Linked DNA regions of Sus scrofa: region 1 is linked to region 2. A link is a contact called in public targeted proximity ligation data. All regions are on one chromosome and are shown on one strand. The core of a region is the stretch at or near the end of the contact, and the rest is flanking DNA. Distances in the headings are between cores, read along the strand shown.

The links.
Region 1: a targeted proximity ligation map of alveolar macrophages shows a contact between it and region 2. A contact is called at or near these places in 2 of 5 promoter capture datasets (fetal liver and liver), 8 of 47 Hi-C or Micro-C datasets (alveolar macrophages, blood, epiblast stem cells and 5 more) and 2 of 2 datasets of targeted methods (alveolar macrophages and skeletal muscle).

The regions. Positions count from the first base shown.
Region 1 is chr5:82,440,207-82,444,548 of Sscrofa11.1, forward strand. It overlaps GNPTAB (N-acetylglucosamine-1-phosphotransferase subunits alpha/beta), which reads left to right. Exons shown (of 28, transcript XM_021092670.1): 19 at 1-165; 20 at 856-1,961; 21 at 4,134-4,333. Among named protein-coding and RNA genes, the nearest start is that of SYCP3, 50 kb to the right of the region's middle.
Region 2 is chr5:82,371,650-82,376,221 of Sscrofa11.1, forward strand. All of the region lies in intron 8 of GNPTAB (N-acetylglucosamine-1-phosphotransferase subunits alpha/beta), which reads left to right. Among named protein-coding and RNA genes, the nearest start is that of DRAM1, 48 kb to the left of the region's middle.

The sequences.
Region 1 (4,342 bases), core at 1,660-4,159, 70 kb after region 2:
GCACCGGGAGTATGGGAGGCGGACAGCCCTGGCATTTCGGCGGAGGAATAACCGGCGTCTCTTACTGTAATCAAGGATGTGCAAATTCCTGGCTCGCTGATAAGTTCTGTGACCAAGCCTGCAATGTCTTATCCTGTGGGTTTGATGCTGGCGACTGTGGGCAAGGTATATTTATTTTAGCTGTCAAAACATACTTAGAATAAGGGGATGACAATCCTTGCTAGGTAGAAGGGGTTTGGATTGCTGCTGTTGTTTAAAGTAATTATGGTCTGTGTGTCCCTTTCTCAGCCCTGCATCCAAATTAGTTGTGAGTCATAAGTAAGAGAAGGACACGGATCTTTAGGAAAAAAAGTAGACACTGAAGCTGCATCTTTTCCTGTTAGTGCTCCTGTCTGACTTTTTTTTGTTGTTCTTTGTTTTAACTGAGCAGAGTTATCTTAGTTGAAAGTATGTGGTGAAGGTTTAGTTTGGGAAGAATAGAAGGAGAGCAATGGCTCATGAAATAAGCATGGTTTGAATACTGGATTTTGTCAATAGCTTATTAATTGGGGTCCTTTTTGGCAAGAATTTATATTTTTTTCAAATGGACAAAAAGATGGAAGTTGATATTGGAGTTTGCTTTTCGGAATCATGCTGTGTCTCTGTAGTGAGTCAGCCTTAGCATTCTCTATTGATAGTAGTGATTGCTTCCGAGAGTAAAAATGAGCCCTACACTAGTAGCTTTTGTGTTAGAATTTCTGGTTAAAGTTCATTTAAAGTCATTCTTAGAAAGTGAAAACTCAAACCCTAAGAATTGAAGGAAAAGGGGGGAAATGGCTAGTTTTTTAAAAGTCATGTTTGTGTTTTTTCCTCTAGATCATTTTCATGAATTGTATAAAGTAACTCTTCTCCCAAACCAGACTCACTATGTTATTCCAAAAGGTGAATGCCTGCCTTATTTCAGCTTTGCAGAAATAGCCAAAAGGGGAATCGAAGGCGCCTATAGTGACAACCCCATAATTCGACACGCTTCTATCGCCAACAAGTGGAAAACCATCCACCTCATATTGCACAGTGGCATGAATGCAACCACAATACATTTTAATCTCACACTTCAAAGTACAAACGGTGAAGAGTTCAAAATCCAGCTAGCGGTAGAGGTTGACACAAGGGAGGAGCCCAAACGGAATTCTACGACCCAGAAGTCTTACCAAGATTTGGTCAGCCCGACAGTGCTTCTTCCAGAGGTGGAAATCCCGTTTGAGGATATTCCAGAAGAAAAACGCTTCCCCAAGGTCAAGAGACACGATGCTAACACAACAGGAAAATTCCAGGTGGAGGTGGAAGTTCCGCTGGTCAATATTTCACTCCTTCCCAAGGAGGCCCAGCTGAGCCTCAGTAACTTGGATTTGCAGCTGGAACTCGGAGACATCACCCTGAAAGGATACAACCTGTCCAAGTCAGCCCTGCTGAGGCCCTTTCTGATGAACCCACGTTATGCAGAGTTGGCAGTAAATCAGGCTCCTGTGACAGGGCAACGAAATGACAGTATGGAGGCCCCATTGGGAAAACAGGTTCACAGAAGCATCTACCCGAGCAGCTTAGGAACACCTGAAAGGTCCCAGGGGTCCTTGCCTCTTCCAGCAGTGACCATGAGGGTGAACGGCCATTCCCAGAGTCAGACGCCACTGGACTTAGAAACCAAAGCCAGACTCAGGTCCCAAACTCTGACCCAAACAATGGGAGGCAGGAGTGTGTCCAAAGAAAAGTTCTCATCTCTGATTGTCAGCTTGGAAAAGAAGGAGACACAAGAAAAGATAATCACAGGGAAAGAACAAGAGAAAAACAGACTGGGGGAAAATGCTAACAGTCACCTAGGTGGTGATGAAGTATTACCTGGAAGAAAACTGCAGTATTACACAGACAGTTACCTGGGCTTTTTGCCATGGGAGAAGAAGAAGTATTTCCAGGATCTTCTGGATGTAAGTGATACCCAGCCTGAACCTTCCCATGCTCAGAAAAAATGAACAACCTTGTCAGTGGTGATGATATACTCACGGCTGCACTTAGTCAGCGTTTGCCTGTGGCCACCACTGAACTCAGGGGCTTTTCTTGCCTGGTTTCATTTAATTATCCCAGTAACTCTAACCATAAAAATGCCTTATAAGGGCCCTGCTGTCATCATCCCCATCTCACAGTTTAGGAAGCAGCCTCTGTGTGAGTGAGTAAGGGAGGTAGCTGGGCCATACCCTGAGAAGTAGTAGTAGAATAGGGATGGTATCTTATCTTTCCTTGGTATGTAGCAATTTAATTTTTTACTTAAAAATTTTTATTGTGATTTTAAAAAACACTTTTGCATACGTTGTGTGAGTTGGCTCTGGTATTTTTACTTTACTCATGAAAGACCCCGAGATGCATTAGCTCTCCCACCCCCACAGCAGCAGAGGGTGTGAGCCAAGCCTCAGTGTTGTCTCGCTGTCCCTCCTGTTCCGCAGCCTCCGCAGTGCCCTGGGCTCCTTTGCACATCTTGTAAGCGCCGTCTCTGTGCCAGCTGCTGGGGAGCATGAGATGGTCAGAACAGTCGCTGCTCTGGGAGACTGAGAGAGCGAGCTGGGGGGCAGACTTGTGGGCAGTGTGATAAGTGTCTGCTGAGGCATGGGCAGGATCCAAAGGGAACACGCCTTAACTCTGCCTGGAGGTCTCGGAGGAGGCATCCCGGAGGAAGTGCCCTGTCTGCTGACTTTTGGATGGTGGGGAGGAGGACAGACAGAGAAAAGCCATGTGTTCTAGGCTGGATGGCAAGCAGAGCACAGCCTCGAGGAGCTGTGACGAGGAGAGTTGACGCTTTTCTCTCATTTTCTTTGGGGAGTGGGAAGTATCTTGTCCCTGACACGCAGTATTTCCTAACTATTGAGCGATGCCAATGTTGATTTCCTCACTTTTCTCCCTCCCTTACTCCTTTTAAAAATTGCAGAAGTGCTATAGGCTAGTGATAAAAATTGCAGAGCAAAAAATAAAAAACAGTGAAAAGGGAAAGGTCTCTTTTCTTCCTCCCTTAATCTCCTTACTTGAGACAGTCACTATGAACATGTAGGCTGGTGGGTATTCTTCCAGTATTTATATAGTTTATGTTTTGCAGCAGTGAAATTATCCATATCTTGCTCTGTACTTGCCTTTGACGTAATAGGAGATGGGCAAACTGCCATTGTTGTTTTAACAGCTGTATGTTTTTCGGTTACAAATATGTTGCAATCAACATTCTTGTACATATACCTCCCCCCCCCCCCCCCCCGCCACCACTTTGGCCGCACCCATGCAGAAGCTCCCAGGCCAGGGATTGAACCCATGCCACGCAGTGAACCAAGCCACAACAGTGACAATGCCAGGTCTTTAACCTGCTGTACCACACAAGAACTCCCACATACGTTGCTCTTGAGGAAGCTTTATTTCTGTAGGTAGAATTGCTAGGTTAAAGGGTCTTCTATGTATGAAATTGAACTACGTCTTCCTTAAATGTTACACCCCTTCCACCAACAGTATACGAGCCTGCCTTTGTCCCTGCAGGCTGACCAACACCTGTTAATATCAGTCTACACTTTCATCAATTTCAGAAGCAGAAATGTTTTGCTTATCATCCCCTGTAAATTGTGTTCATGTTCTTTGCCCATTCATTCAGTTTCACCTCTTACTGGGTTTAACTGGATTCTTTACATTTCATGATGTTAACACTATTATATAGTGAACCAATTTTTATTCCAGTCGGTTTAAATACTTGCTTTGATGTCAGCAGTAGAAATAACTTGATACTGAAATTACTATCAAATTTATTCAAAGTCAGTTTTCTGAATTTTGCGTTGAAATTGGCTGTGAAATCTCATGCTCAGTGAGGAGCCCTGAAGAATGCCCTATAAATAGACCTTTGCCCTGCAGCTGTTGTTCTCAGGCCGGTGTTGGCCATAACTTTCACTGAAATCTGGTTTAGTCCTGCTCTTAGGATCCTTGAAGAGACATACTAGTGCTCATGTCATGTGCCCCTCACAACAGCTAGTGACTCGTTGTTACCACGTTGCATAAAGTAGTACCTCTGTCTCTAGTTAACACGGGCACTTGTGCACTAAAATATGATGCTGTGTTGTGTGGAATTCTCTTTTCAGGAAGAAGAGTCACTGAAGACACAACTGGCATACTTCACTGACAGCAAACACACTGGGAGGCACCTAAAAGATACGTTTGCAGATTCCCTCCGTTATGTGAATAAAATTCTGAACAGCAAGTTTGGATTCACGTCTCGCAAAGTCCCCGCACACATGCCTCACATGATCGACCGGATCGTTATGCAAGAACTGCAAGATATGTAAGTCTT
Region 2 (4,572 bases), core at 7-2,506:
TTTCCTAGAGCCAGAGCAGGATAGTTGACAATGATTTCTTTCCCTGAGTGTGCTTTATGAGGGCTGATGTAAAAGCAGAGGGAGCAAGAGCCTTCTTCCTTCAGTACAGCCTGCACTTTACAATAACATATGTTATTCTGGTGTCTTCTAAAAGGTAACAGGTGTAGCTGTGATAGGTACTGTATATTCAGGATGTATCTTTTAAAATTTTTATTGTCTTTAGATTGTTTCAGTCTTAATGATCCACATGCAGTATCTTTAGTAGGTGATTAGTCAGCCTATGTGTGATTCATACATACACTAAATTAAGCAGGAAAAAAATGATCCTTCAGAAATGTTACAGACTAAGTCACACTTGTGCAGAGAGAGTTGAATGCATTCTATGATCAGACTTTTAAAGTTGCTTCCTAAAAAAATTTTTTTGAGGTTTTATCCCCCCTTCATTACTTGATTCCATTAACTTCATATCTGTCTCTGATTAATTCTAAATTGGATAAAGTTTCTTTATCATATTTCCCTAAGTTGTTCACTTAGCAGAGATTAATGGAGATGCTTACTCTGAGGCCAGGTACTGTACTGCTTGGAGACACAAAGATGGTTTGGTTTCTTTCTGCTATTGAGGAACTCGCTCTTCAGACAGGGCTGGACAGGCAAGTAGAATTAAGATGCATTGTGATAAATTAAGTTGAAGAGATAGACATGGGTGTCAGGCAGTTTCTCAAGGTGACATCTAAGCGTGATCTCGAAGGAGATGGCTGAGGGAAGAAAGGGAGCCCATCCCTCCTTTTAAATGAAGGATGCGCTCGGTGTATGGGTATGAGGGGCACTCACCTTCTAGGAGCAGAAGTAGTTCTGAAGGGCTGCAGCAGTGTACCCGGGAGCGAAGCCGGAGGGGAAGGCGGTGGCCAGGTCAGGGCTTGCCTGTCGAGTGGCTAGGGAACTTGGATTCTTCCTGAAGAAAACGGGAACCATTCAGCTGGTTTTCAGTGAGTGAGTGATGAGTCAGACCTGTGTTTAGAATAATTGCTCTGAGGCAATGTGGAAGGCGAGCTGTGGGTGGAGGAGAACTGGCAGCAGGAGACTGTGGGGTGTGGTAGGGATCCAGGTGACCATCCACACTGGGTGCAGAGCTGCAGGATCAGCAGGCCTTGTATGTCGGCAGTTTCTATATCTGCAGGTTCAACCAACTGGGGATTGAAAATATTTAGGAATGGGAGTTCCCTCGTGGCACAGAAGGTTAAGGATCTGGCATTGTCACTGCAATGGCTTGGGTTGCTGCTGTGGCGCAGGTCTGATCCCTGGCCTGGGAACTACCATGTGCCATGGGTGTGGCCAAAAAAAAGTGGGGGGGGGAATTCTAAAGAGTTCTAAAAAGCAAAACTTGGCAAGTGTACCGGCAACTGATTATGTAGCCTTTACATTGTACTAGGTATTATAAATAATCTAGAGATGACTTCGAGTATGCAGGAGGAGGTGCTTAATTTATATGCACATGCTGTGCCATTTAGTATAAGGGACTTGAGCATCTGTGGATTTTAGTATTTGTGGGTTGGGGGTGGGGGTTGTGTCCCTAAGGATTACCATAGGACAGCTGTACTTCAAAATCAGTGAGACTCTAGCATTTAGAAGTGAGTGAGTTATTACCCGAAGCCACCAGTTTCCTTTCTCCCTTCCTTCCTCCCTCTTTCTTGCTTTCTTCTTTCCATCCATCCGTCTATCCATGTACAGTGTACGGCAGATTGATGTGGGGTCTCAGTTCCCAGACCAGGGCTTGAACCAGTGGTTCAGTGTTTATCAAATACTAGCCACTGACCCACTAGAGAACTTCCAGGCCAGCAGTTTCCCAAATGTAGGCTGGGGACCCTTCCCAGAGATCCTCAAGGTCAAAATTATTTATGTAATAATACTAAGACATTATTTACCTTTTTGTCTCATTCTCTTATGAGAGAGTACAGAGGAGTTTCCCAGAGGCTTATTGGACTTGTGACATTGCAACAGACTGAATGCCAAAAACCCAGATTTTTCCCGTCGTCTTCTATTAAACACACACTAAAGACACTTTTGAAAATTAAAAATAAATGCTACTCTTCTCATTGAATTATTTTGTTTAGGAAAATATAGTTACTTTTCATAAAATCATTTATGTTGACCTATAATGGGCTTATTTCTTCATAAGTGAACAAATATTTTAAAATTTCCTTTGTTTTAGTGTACATGTCAATAGACAAAATCCACATAAAGTAAAAAAAAATTAAAAAACTCTTTAGGATCTGAAATAATTTTAAGAGTGTAAAAGGGTCCTGAGACCAAAAAGTTTGAGAACCACTGCTCCAAGCATTTAAGAAGAAATACGTGGTACCTCTGTTAGGCAAATATAAACATAAGCCATCATCATCTCTCACCACTTCTCACTCATTATGATTCATTCTCCACATTGCATCCAGGGTACATTTCGAAAAGTGTGAATCAGATTACATCATGACTATAATAGAAAATCCAGACCCCTTCTAATGATCTGTAGGCAAGATCTTAAATGTACCACTTTTTTGACCAGGGTGTATCACATATCCACTCTGTGTCGTGTAACTTTTTTTACAGACATGTCCTCTAACAAACTACCCTCAGATTTGCTGGCTTGAAACAGGAGCAGCAAACTATGCCTGTTTTTGAATGGCCTTCAGTCTAAAGTATGAAGTTTACGTTTTCAAGTGGCTTTAAAAAACTAAAAGAAGAAAGTACATAACACGTGAAAATTATATGAATTGCAAATATCATTGTCCATAAATGAAACTTTCATGTTGGAACTTACCCATGTCCATTCTGTGGCTGCTTTCTGACTGCAAAAGCAGTAATCGAATAGTTGCTGCAGAAACTTTATGGCCTGAAAAGCCTAAAAGGCCTACTACTTGGCCCTTCACAGAAAGAGTTTGCCAATCCCTGGCTTAAAATGGCAATTATTTCTTCTCTGGGATGTGCAGGTCCCGGGAGAATTGGCTCATCTGGGTCTTTGGTTCTCCTGAGACCAATGGGCCAGCCTGGACAGGTTCTTCTCAGGAAAGTGGTGAAGGCACAAAAAAACAGGCGGATACTTGCAAACCTTCTGAGATTCAGGCTCAGAACCGGTGCTCTCACCTTTTTGCTCCTTGGGCACATCAGATCTGTGTCCACCTTGGTACCTTTGCACTGTGTCACATCACCCTGGAGCACAGCCCCCAGACACCATGTGATGTGTTCCTTCTCGCCACACAGGCCTTCCCTCAGTAACACCTCTCAGGTGGGCCTTCCCCACCACCCAGCCTAACGCAGCCTCTTTCACCAGTTTCATTCCTTTTTATATCCTCCCTTTTCTCCTTTTTAAAAGTAGTATTTAGTATCAGTCTGAAAATGTCTATGTGTGTATTTAATGTCTTATCTCTCTCCACCAAAATGTAAGCTCTGTGGGAGGATTTCTGTCTTACTCAGCCTTTCTGTCTTAGTCACCACTGTATCCTCAGCCCCTAGAATAGAGCCTGGCACCAAGAGTTTGAGTGTAGAAATACTTTTTTCCTAGCATCTAAATATAGAAAGGTCACCTAAGTGATGAGTTTCTAAATTCAACCTTAATGAAAGTATATAAGTGTAGTTGCTATGAGTTGATAAGCATATAATTATGTTAGGGTTCCTAAGAGAAACAAAACCAATAGAATGTGGTTCGCATGCATGTGCAAATAGACGTATTACATGGATTTGGCTCACAGGACCGTGGAGGCCACCAAGTCTCCAAGACCTGCATTTCGCAAGGCCTGAGATCCGGGAGAGCTGATGATGTCGTTCCTGCCTGAACGTTGGTGGGCCAGAGACCCAAGAAGAGCTGATGTTTCAGTTCGAGTTTGAAGGCAGGCAGCACTGATGTTCAGACTTGAGGCATTCAGATCAGAGGATATTCTCGTTCAGCAATTTTGTTCTATTTAGGCCGTCACCTGAGTAGATGAGGCCCATCTACTTTAGGGAAGGCAAGTTGCTTTACTAGTCTACCAATTCAGATGTTTCTGGCTTTGGTTTTGTTTTGTTTTTGTTTTTGTTTTTTATGGCTGCACCTGTGGCATATGGAGATGCCCAGGCTAGGGGTCGAATTGGAGCTGCAGATGCCAGCCTACACCACAGCTGCAGCAATGCCAGATCTGAGCCTTGTCTGGGACCTAAACCACAGCTCACAGCAATGCCGGACCCTTAACCCACTGAGCGAGGCCAGGAATCGAACCTGCATCCTCTTGGATACTAGTTGGGTTTGTAACCTGTGAGCCACAGCGGGAACTCCTCAAATGTTACTTTCACCTGGAAACACCCTGGTTGGGGAAGTTCCCCTCTATTCCTAGCATGCTCAGAGGTTTTTATTTATTTATGATTTTTTATTTTTGGCCACGCTCATGGCACATGGAAGTTCCTGGGCCAGGGATCAAACCTGAGCCACAGCAGTGACAATGCTGAGTCCCCAACCATTGGGTCATTAGGGAACTCCCTATTTTTTATTTTTAGATAAAAATGGGTGTTGAATTTTGGCAAATACTTTTTCTGTATCTGTTGATGTGATCA